Linked DNA regions of Mus musculus: region 1 is linked to region 2. A link is a contact called in public HiChIP or PLAC-seq data. All regions are on one chromosome and are shown on one strand. The core of a region is the stretch at or near the end of the contact, and the rest is flanking DNA. Distances in the headings are between cores, read along the strand shown. Region 1 holds the start of Nkiras1 (NFKB inhibitor interacting Ras-like protein 1). Region 2 overlaps Rarb (retinoic acid receptor, beta).

Region 1 (5,038 bases), core at 1,856-4,355, 1.8 Mb before region 2:
AATAAACATAAATTTAAAATATGTAATTGCTGTTAGGGAAACTAACATAACCTCACTAGTCTCTCTAATCCATTTTTCTCTTTTCTTTTAGCCTCAAACCATCTAAGTTAGAATTTTAAAATCTAACTTACTTACTTTCTTTTTTCCTTTGGTTTTTTCGAGACAGGGTTTCTCTGTGTAGCCCTGGCTGTCCTGGAACTCACTCTGTAGACAAGGCTGGCCTCCAACTCAGAAATCCACCTGCCTCTGCCTCCCAAGTGCTGGGATTAAAGGCGTGTGCCACCACACCCAGCAAAATCTAACTTTCATTCTCAGAATCATTCAGTAGTTTCCTAGCTCCTTAGCTGTGATTCCAGAATACTGCTTGCTGTTTTTGTCTGTTGGACCCCCAAGACCAAGTTCTAACACAAAGGAGATTTACTTACCCCAGAGGAACAGAGGGTAGGGAATAGAGACAAAGTCAGGAGGTAAAGGATGGGAGGGGAAAGGAAGGGAGAGGAAGGATGGGTCTCTGTCCTGAAGAGGCAAAGGACTGCCTCTGGATAGAGAGGAATTGGACATCATAGGTAAATGGTGGTTTATAAAGGGATAAGGGATAATCTGGTATTAGGATGAGGTGTTTAATTTTAATTGGGCATGTTAATGAGGTGAGCCAAAGTGGCCTTTTGACTTCAATACTTTGATACCTGGACCTTGATAGTCTTGATAGCCTCAGAAGAAGGAAGTGGCCAAATACGGTACTAGATCTTGGTGGCTAGCTTTAGAAATGTAATCTAATGGTTTTTAGAAAGGCAGAGGGAATGGGAGAGAAAGGCAAGGTCTTCTTCCATTGCCACGCTCAATACACTCAAGCTGGCCAGAGTCCCTTCAGTCCTGGTATTCTGTATTGTCTTTTAACCCTTCCTCTCAGCGATCTGTACCCCAACTTAAAACCTTGAGGTTTGGTTTCTGATTCCTAACTACTAAGCACATTGTGGAGGTTTGAATAAGTATGGCCCCACTGACTCATGTGTTTCAATCTTTTACCCAAAGAGTAAAGGTACTATTAGGAGGTAAGGCCTTACACTAGCAAGATTTTACTGAAAGGACCCAGATGTAGCTGTCTCTTGTGAGACTATGCCGGGGCCTAGCAAACACAGAAGTGGATGCTCACAGTCAGCTAATGGATGGATCACAGGGCTCCCAATGGAGGAGCTAGAGAAAGTACCCAAGGAGCTAAAGGGATCTTCAACCCTATAGGTGGAACAACATTATGAACTAACCAGTACCCCTGAGCTCTTGACTCTAGCTGCATATGTATCAAAAGATGGCCTAGTCGGCCATCACTGGAAAGAGAGGCCCATTGGACACGCAGACTTTGTGTGCCCCGGTACAGGGGAACGCCAGGGCCAAAGGGGGGGAGTGGGTGGGTAGGGGAGTGGGGGTGGGTGGGTAAGGGGGACTTTTGGTATAGCATTGGAAATGTAAATGAGCTAAATACCTAATAAAAAATGGAAAAAAAAAAAAAAAAAAAAAAAAGGAGGTAAGGCCTTGTTAGAGGAAGAGTGTCACTGTGGGGTGGGGGTGGGCTTTGAGATCTACCATGCTCAAACTATGCCCAGTGAGGCACACCTCTCTTTGCTGCCTGTAGATCAAGATGTAGAGCTCTCAGCTCCTTCTCCAGCACCATGTTTGCCTGCATGCTGCCATGTTTCCTGCTATGATAATAATGGACTAAACCTCTGAAACTGTAAGCCAGCCCCAAAGTAAATGTTTTCCTTTATAAAAGTTGTCCTGGTCATGGTGTCTCTGCACATCAATGAAACACATTACTACTGAACTACACTCACAGACTTGTAATTTATTCTTCAGCATTATTAAAAAAAAAAAAATCATCCAGGAGGCTCAGCAATTAGAACACTGGCGGCTCTTGCAGAGCCCCCAGGGTTCAGTTCCTAGCACCTACATGGAAGTTTTCAACCACTTCCACCTACCTCAGTGGGCCCCAGGTACAAAGGTGGTCGTGCACAAACATACATCCAAGTAAACACACATAAATAAACACACATAGCCTAAAAATAAACGTTAAAAAATTTTTGAAGACTGTCCTAAAAGAATTCATATCCTTCACTCCATGCTAACTTGCAAGCTCCACCAGATGTGCTTAAAAGAGAAAAAAGTCAGTTACTGCCCCTCCCCCCCCCCCCCCGCACCCCAACCCCACCTCGTCCAGGCTCCACTTGCCAGGACGCTGAGACACTGTACCGCTCAATACCCCTCCACTCCTTCAATGTGTGTCCTTTACACTTGGCATCAAAAGCAATACATAGCATAGTGTTAACGCTTGCTCCCAAGGCTAGAACTTGTATGTTGTCTGAGCTGCATCACCAGCAGCTGAGACTGAGCTCCACGCATATTAAGCAATACATCTGTTGAATTTTTAAATAGGACAGGTGAGGACTCTTAAAATGCTAAAGCTGCCATTTATTCTAAAAGATAAGAAGAGCCACAGATTGATGGAAAAGGTAAACATGATTCCCAAAACCTTTGCCACAAACAAGCGTAGTTTATTAAAACCACACAACTGTATGAAAATAGAAAATTCTGGAACTACAAAAACTCCAATACACCATTACTTCTCAATAAAGAACGCAGTGCAGAATGCCAGCATTTCTTCCTGAAACGGGTCATGGCAAATGAACAATTTGCTATCCTAAAAACGCCTATAAAATCAAGTCCCCGGGCACCTCGGAAAATTCAGAGGGGGACGGGCACCACAGTCCACCCACTAGCCTGGTTCGCGCAAGTCCAAAGTCCCTGGCCGGCCTTAAGGACACGCAAGGTCCACGCGTACCACTTCGCCTACGACCAAGTCACGGCCGTCCTGCGGTCACTGTGCTCCGAGATCACGGAGCGAGGCGCCGGTGGAAACACCAACCTGACACTGCAGGGCAGTGAGACAGCAGCACGCAGGTCACCGCGGTCCGAAGGCGTCCCTCTGGAGCCGGTCCCCGACCTGCTTCCTCCGGCCCCTTGACGTGACGTAAGCAAACTCGCCGCCTCTCACTTTCCGCAGCCTTGGCAGCTCAGGAGCACTGCTGAGAGCTTGGGAGAGCATCCGGAAGCGGCGGGCTGTCCCAGCCTGACTCCGCCCACCAGGTTGGATGTCGGGACTACAAGCCCCAAGAGGCACAGTGCGGCTACAATGCCCCACCGGAAGGAGGGTCGCCGGGGTGGGAGGAGGAGCCACAAAAGGGATTGTGGGAGAAAGCCTTCTTCCTTTCCTCTGGCGGCAGCCATCAGGTAGGGCGGCGGGGTGGTGTTTGTGTGTCTATCCGTCGCGAATCGCGCTAGTCTTCAGCCATCCGACCCCGGCGACCCTACGGCCTCGGAGTTTCTGCCTCGCACGAGCGCCTAGTGAGGATACGGGGTGGAGAGGGTACGAATACGCCGCCGTCCGGGAGGCTTGAGAGACGCAATGGCGGCAGGATCCGAGCTGGGCCGGGGACTGAAGGAGGCGTGGGATGGAAGCGTGGCCTCGGCTTGCCTCTCATCAGGCCGCCCGGGTGGGACGAAGCTCTCCTGGTCTTACTCGCGGTGGCGGTTATAACCCTGCTGCCAGTTCTGGCGGCCTCCGGGAGTATGGAATAGTCAGTCCCGCCCAGCCGGCCCTGCGCCTTGCTGCCTCTGCAGAGCCCTTCTCATTCCCGGTGGACGGTGGGGCTCCAGGAAGGATGGAGAGGCCGTAGTCAATGTCCTTGACAGCGATCGCTCTTTCGATTTGCTTCTTCCTCTCAAAAGGTGAGCCAAGATGGGTGCATACAAGTACATCCAGGAGCTATGGAGGAAGAAGCAGTCCGACGTGATGCGCTTTCTTCTGAGGGTCCGCTGTTGGCAATACCGCCAGCTCTCTGCGCTGCACAGGGCTCCCCGCCCCACCCGGCCTGATAAAGCTCGAAGACTGGGATACAAGGCTAAGCAAGGTGCGTGAGGTCACGATGTGGGTGGTCTATAACACTCCCAGAAAAGTCGGCGGGCCTCAGTTTGGAAGTGCCCCCCCCCCCAAAAAACCTGCCTGATTTAGCTATGCTAAATGTGATATAGGTTACAGATATACTTTAGTCTACATAGTCTATCTTTGTAATTAAAAGGAAGCATTGGAAAGTCTTAACTTAGTCTAACGTATTGGTGGTTGGGTTGTTTTGTTTGTTTGTGTAGGCTATGTCATTTACAGGATTCGTGTCCGCCGTGGTGGTCGTAAACGCCCAGTTCCTAAGGGTGCAACTTACGGCAAGCCTGTCCACCATGGTGTTAACCAGCTGAAATTTGCCCGAAGCCTTCAGTCTGTTGCTGAGGTGAGTTGTTGGGAGTATCGATTGTCTTGACAACCCATTAGGAATGGTGGGCTAGGAAGAAACGGGGAAGCCGGTGGAGTTTCCCTCGGTATAAGGTGGGGATGGAGTTGTTTTGTACTTAGTCACTATCGGTACTCATTGTTACTGTTTTGCTTGAGGATGTGCGGAAAGGGGTTTGGGTTTCTGGACTAGTTTCTACAGACCCTATGCTTTTGGAAGACTGTAAAATTTTGGGCCATTCTGTTTTATTTACATTGCTAATATTCTGTGATCAGTTACTCTTAGGTTGATAAATGGTTGTAGGAGCCCCCTTTCCACAAGCTAGAACTTTTTTTTTCATTTGTTGAATTAATGTATAGGGTTATGGGCTTGATCCCTATTGCTGAAGGGGACTAGGACAGCACTCAATTTCATGTCTGGTTTTTAGGGAGAAAAAAAGTTATGTGCTTTTGTCTACATGTCTGTCATTTAAGCTAGTCTAATTCTTAAGGTGTGTGGGGACCTGGCCTGCTTCAGTCTCATGACCCAGAGTTAGAAGGATTTTTGTCTAGTTTACAGGAAACTGACTGGTCTTTCTCTGCATATTTTAGGAGAGAGCTGGGCGCCATTGTGGGGCTTTGAGAGTCCTGAATTCCTACTGGGTTGGTGAAGATTCCACATATAAATTTTTTGAGGTTATCCTCATTGATCCGTTCCATAAAGCT
Region 2 (5,393 bases), core at 370-2,869:
AGACCAGGTAGGCCCTAGGGAAGGACTGGAGACTGCTGGAGCTCACCAGGCCTAAGGCCTTTACGGTGAGAGAAGGCAGGCGTTCTGTGGGATGATGTGGCAGAGGGTATGGAGCACATGTAGGTCTGGACAGTAACAATAAGCACAAGGAGGGAGTACCTTCTAGAGTAGAGAATCTACTTGCGTTCCATGGTAGGGTGCAAACACCCTCTCCCCAACTCTGACCCTGACTTCCTCCTAACCCCTGCAGTCTGCTGCCTCTGTTCCTGTCTATGGCATGATGGCTGTGTAGCTACAAACACACTGTATTATAAGAGGGCTTTCCTTGAGTCAGATTCATTACCCCTCAGCTTAAACTATAGGATGTTCATCTGAAAGACTGGGTATAGGGCATGCTAAGTATCTAATAAAGACTTCTTATAGTTACCTTCCTGTGGATACAACCAAATATCTGAAAGACACAAGTTAAGGGAGTTCTATTTGAGCTCATGGTTTGAGAATAGAAGCCACAATGATAAGAAAGCCATGTATGTAGGACTGTGAGGCAACTGGCCACATTGTACCCAGAGTCAAGAAAATGCCAGCTTTTTGTTGTTGTTGTTGTTGTTGTTGTTTTCAGTCTGAAAGCTCCTAGTCTCTGGAGTGTGTGCCACACACATCCAGGGTACATCTTGTCTGATTAGTTTAGCCCTTGTGAAATACCATCACTCAGACATGCCTAGAAGTATGTGTGTTCCCATAGCAAGTTTAGATCCCATAAAGTCGACATGAAGATTAGCTATCACAGTTGGTAAGGATCATCCTTACTTATTTTTGGTTGACTAAACTTTTGAAAATAGAATCTTGTTAATCTTCTTTGCACTAGTACCTGGCTTAGTGCCTGAGAGGTAAGTACTCAAGAAATAGATATTTCAATCAAATGATGATTTATTTTAGTAAAAAGTTATTTCTCAAAATGTGAGTCCTACATATTATTCCTATCAACCTCAACAGTGGGGCATACTGTCCAGATGACCCAGGCTCCTTTTTCTTCTACCATAGATCTGGTCAGTGCTGTCAGGGCAGGCCGTCATAAATGATGCAGCAAGTGTACATGCATACTTTTTTTTCTTCCAGATTCTCAGAATTTGTACCAGGTATACCCCAGAGCAAGACACCATGACTTTCTCTGATGGCCTTACACTAAATCGAACTCAGATGCACAATGCTGGCTTCGGTCCTCTGACTGACCTTGTGTTCACCTTTGCCAACCAGCTCCTGCCTTTGGAAATGGATGACACAGAAACAGGCCTTCTCAGTGCCATCTGTTTAATCTGTGGAGGTACTGACTCCTTAGAAACCGTCACCAGACCCCAACAGAGCAATTACAAAGGCACAGAAGAGATCTCCACTGGGGTTCTTTGGCATGAGAAAGGCGTTGTACTTCTTTCTGTTGCAAACTAAGTACTGGTGTTTGAGCTCCTTCTGCCAAAACAAAAGAAATGCCAAAATGAGTTTGTTCTGTTTCTCTTGTGGGAAACAGGTGCTTTTGTAAAAGCAGGATTGTACTGCTGTGTGCCTAAGGACATTTTAGTGATGACCTACACAAATCACATGTTATTTGAATTCAAATCACCTCTTGGTCTTCCCCACCATACAGGTGCCTACCTGGTGGGCTGGAATAAAGTATGGCCCCTTCTTTGTAGTGACCCCTGCTGGCTAACCAGAAGCCAACTTTAGTTCAAAAGTAATGGTTGTAATGAAGGGGAAAGGTTATCTACCTGGCTTTTACAGGCTGCCCAGGGTTCTTTTGTTCAGCTCAATACTGACACCATCTGGCCATGAGAGGTAATTCTTGCCTCTGGGCCTGAGCAAGTGGACATCAAATGAGCTTACTAAGGGGGCATCTTCAAGTGTCACTGCTTAAAGCAATTGCATTTACTCAATTTAGTGTACAACTGAGTCACCAAATAAAGCCACTTTACAGGAGGAATAGGAGACAAGGAAAGATAGCCAGCAGTCTCTGAGCCTGTCTGATCACTAAACACTGAATACTTTCTCCTGCTATCCAGACCGCCAGGACCTTGAGGAACCAACAAAAGTAGACAAGCTCCAAGAACCACTGCTGGAAGCACTAAAGATTTACATTAGAAAACGACGACCCAGCAAGCCTCACATGTTTCCAAAGATCTTAATGAAAATCACAGATCTCCGCAGCATCAGCGCGAAAGGTATGTCTTCAAAGGTGGAAAGCAGAACAGAGCTTGGCCAACTTTTGCTTTTTAAAGCCCATATTTTAATATCAGGAGTCCCATTATTGCTTAAGTTGGGATGTCTATCTCATAGAAATCAAAAGGAATTAGCCTTGTCTGAGCACTCATGTGTGTGTAGTTAAGAGCACCTCAGGTTTCCTAAGGAAGACATTTTGATGGTGTCTCTGGTGGGAGATAGTAAAAGCAGAAAGCAGATACCACTACCCAGTGATATTAAGAGATAATTGTTTTAGAATGGATGGCTGGGTAGAAGAGCAACTCTTCAGAGATGATGTGTTTTTTAAGACTGTTATTATTGCTGGGGCTCATATGCATGCCCTTGGAGGTTAAAGGACAATTACATGGAGTCACTTCTCTCCCTCAATCTCTGTGACCTTTCTAGGGCACCAACTCAGTCAAGCAACTTTCAGAGCAAGCTCTGAGCCCTCACCCCCGCTCCCTTTTTCCAGGTTTTATTTTTGATTCCGTACATTTCATTCCAGCTTTTCAAATAACTTAGGCTTCTATACACTCAGCCTATTTTTCCATGGCACCCTAACAACCCTAGGCAAATGAAGGTCACTGTGGCTGCAGCTCTGGTGTAGGCACTTCTTCTGAGTACAGGAATTCTTGCCTGGCTGAGAGATATAAATACTCTTGCCTCATGATTCTCAGTCTATGTGGCAACTCAGGCAATTACAGAAATGCCTAGAGGCATCTCATAGCTGAGTGCAGAGGACTTTTCTATCGAGATGACTCAGCCAGCCACGCTATTACATATCATGTTCCCTCCCATTAGCAGATTCTACACCTCAGGATCTTGGCAAGCCAAGACACAAAAGTGCTTAAATGCACAATGAACTTGCTTGACAAGAAACCTCAGTTCTTGTTTTTTAGTTTTTTTGTGGGTTGGTTTTGTTTTTCTTTTTTTATTCATTTGGTAGTTTGGTTTGAGGGAGCCGAGGGGAACATTCTAAGTTCATTTCCACCACAGGATTAAGAGAAGCAAAAAGACACTAGTACTTGAATGGATGTAATTGAATGAAGTGGGGAGAGAGAGAGAGGAGAGGGAGAGGAGGAGGGAGGGAGGGAGGGAGAGAGAGGGAGAGAGAGGGAGAGAGAGGGAGAGGGAGGGAGAGAGAGGGAGAGAGGGAGAGAGAGAGAGAGAAAGTGTGTTCCTATCACCCTATATATATCCACGCCAGTGACCTGAGGACTAGCAGCCACATACAGAAATGTCCCAAGCCCCATACTAGCAGTAAGTCCAGCAACGCTAGCCACATGGTTCTGAGGTAGTTTTGTTATTGACATATTTCCACCTAACCAGCTGCATGTTGGGGGTGTGTGAGGTGTGGTGGCATGAAACCACCTGGTGCTGGACTGGGTTGCAGAAAACCATCACATACTGTGACTCAAGTCAATCTTTCCATTGTGGAAACTGCCCATCCTTTCACCTTTATTTTCCTGATCTTTCATCAGTGACTTCTCTTTGTAAATTTTATATTCCGAATTTGATTGAAGCACTGCAACTATCAAATATGCACATCACACATCTCCACTTCTTTTTCTTAAAGACTGAGAACCTCTAGTGTGCCCTATTAGTACTTATTCTGTTTTCAAAGGCAGTGGTGGATCAGCCTGTGCCTGAGAACCAATCTAACTGGGATCTCGAAGCACACTTGACATTCTGGTGGCTGACATTCCCACAGTAAACACCTTATAGTTTTTTCTTCCAATAAGTTGGTTCTTCTCAACAAAGACACATGTGACTTGATACATGTATTACACAACTTTTACACACCTGAAGGTGAATGTTGGTTTCTTAGTATCTAGCTGAGCCCTTATCTGACAGGTGTTCTATTATCTCTTGAAAAAGGTGCCGAACGTGTAATTACCTTGAAAATGGAAATTCCTGGATCAATGCCACCTCTCATTCAGGAAATGCTGGAGAATTCTGAAGGACATGAACCCTTGACCCCAAGTTCAAGTGGGAATATAGCAGAGCACAGTCCCAGCGTGTCCCCCAGCTCAGTGGAGAACAGTGGAGTCAGTCAGTCACCACTGCTGCAGTGAGACATTTCCAGCTGTTGCAGACATTCCCCAGGACCTTCAGTTCCAGATTGAAAATGCAAGGAAAACATTTTTACTGCTGCTTAGTTTTTGAACTGAAATATGTTAAACTCAAAAAGGACCAAGAAGTTTTCATATGTATCAATATATATTCCTTACTGTATAACTTCCCTAGAAATACAAACTTTTCAAATTCTGAAAATCAGCCATTTCATGCCACCAGAATCTAGTTTAAAGCTTCTACTTTCCTCTCTGAATAGTCAAGATGCATGGCAAAGACCCAGTTGAGATGATTTAGCCCTGGTTAAGTTTCTGAAGACTTTGTACATATAGAAGTACGGCTCTGTTCTTTCTATACTGTATGTTGGTGCTTTCTTTTGTCTTGCATACTCAATAACCAAGACACCGAGGTTGTGGAGTAAACCACTGTACATCCACTGTACGTCCTGCTTTCATGAATAACCAGGCCTCACGGTAAGGAACCAGGGCCTCTGTACAGTACAAGATGACACTAAAGACACTCTGGTTTAAGTAGTGTGGAAGCTTCTCCTTGCTTTTTGATGCTCTCAAGCTTCATTCTTTCCCTTATGTTGCCCAGATAGAGTACACCACTTCACTGCACTAGCAGAATTCTGTATCACTGAAACTGCCAGTTCAGTTAATCCAACATCATTGTTCAATTGTTAATGATGTCACTTTAAATTAAAAGTGGTTTGTTCCTTAATGACACAACTACCGAATGAAAAAAAAAATGAAGCATTTTTACAGTCATGATAGCCTCCAAGGCAAAAACACTGTCCAGTGTTAATAAGTTTGTTTACCTGTTCACAAGCCATTGGAGAAATATCACAGGATAATCAGCAAGTTAGTCTGCCGTCTGGACTCTAGTAGCCCAGTGTCCTTGCTGACTCAGGCCTGATCCTGGGATTTCCCCCAGTCTTGATGCTTGAAGGTATGGGCAAGTGGCCTCCTCTGGCCTTGTTCAATCACCATGATGCAGACTGACAGCTCTGGGAGAATGAGTGGTTGACAGACTCAAGTGTCGGCTTCTGAGTTCTCATGTAAGCACTAGTGGAATTTTTGTTTGTTCGT

Evidence for each region. HiChIP or PLAC-seq counts read pairs in DNA pulled down with a chosen protein or histone mark.
Region 1: a contact with region 2 is called in an H3K27ac HiChIP or PLAC-seq map of embryonic stem cells, with 6 times the contacts expected there. The contact joins the promoter of Nkiras1 here to the enhancer-like site in region 2. A contact is called at or near these places in 2 of 39 promoter capture datasets (cranial neural crest and embryonic stem cells), 1 of 15 datasets of contacts at CTCF or cohesin (large pre-B cells), 4 of 484 Hi-C or Micro-C datasets (cerebral cortex, cortical neurons, palatal mesenchyme and 1 more) and 2 of 115 datasets of contacts at active chromatin or transcription factors (astrocytes and embryonic stem cells).

The regions. Positions count from the first base shown.
Region 1 is chr14:18,269,203-18,274,240 of GRCm38.p6, reverse strand. Nkiras1 (NFKB inhibitor interacting Ras-like protein 1) reads right to left here and starts at 3,105. Exons shown (of 4, transcript NM_023526.4): 1 at 2,918-3,105. It overlaps Rpl15 (ribosomal protein L15), which reads left to right and starts at 3,255. Exons shown (of 4, transcript NM_025586.3): 1 at 3,255-3,282; 2 at 3,781-3,962; 3 at 4,198-4,334; 4 at 4,925-5,038. The coding sequence starts at 3,791.
Region 2 is chr14:16,430,982-16,436,374 of GRCm38.p6, reverse strand. Rarb (retinoic acid receptor, beta) reads left to right here. Exons shown (of 8, transcript NM_011243.2): 6 at 1,117-1,321; 7 at 2,052-2,210; 8 at 4,108-5,393. The coding sequence ends at 4,304. Among named protein-coding and RNA genes, the nearest start is that of Top2b, 68 kb to the right of the region's middle. Within about 2 kb of position 1,619, at least 60 of the 459 cell types and tissues checked have an H3K27ac peak or open chromatin away from gene starts, as enhancers often do. A contact at or near this core is called in cortical neurons and embryonic stem cells, where this site is marked.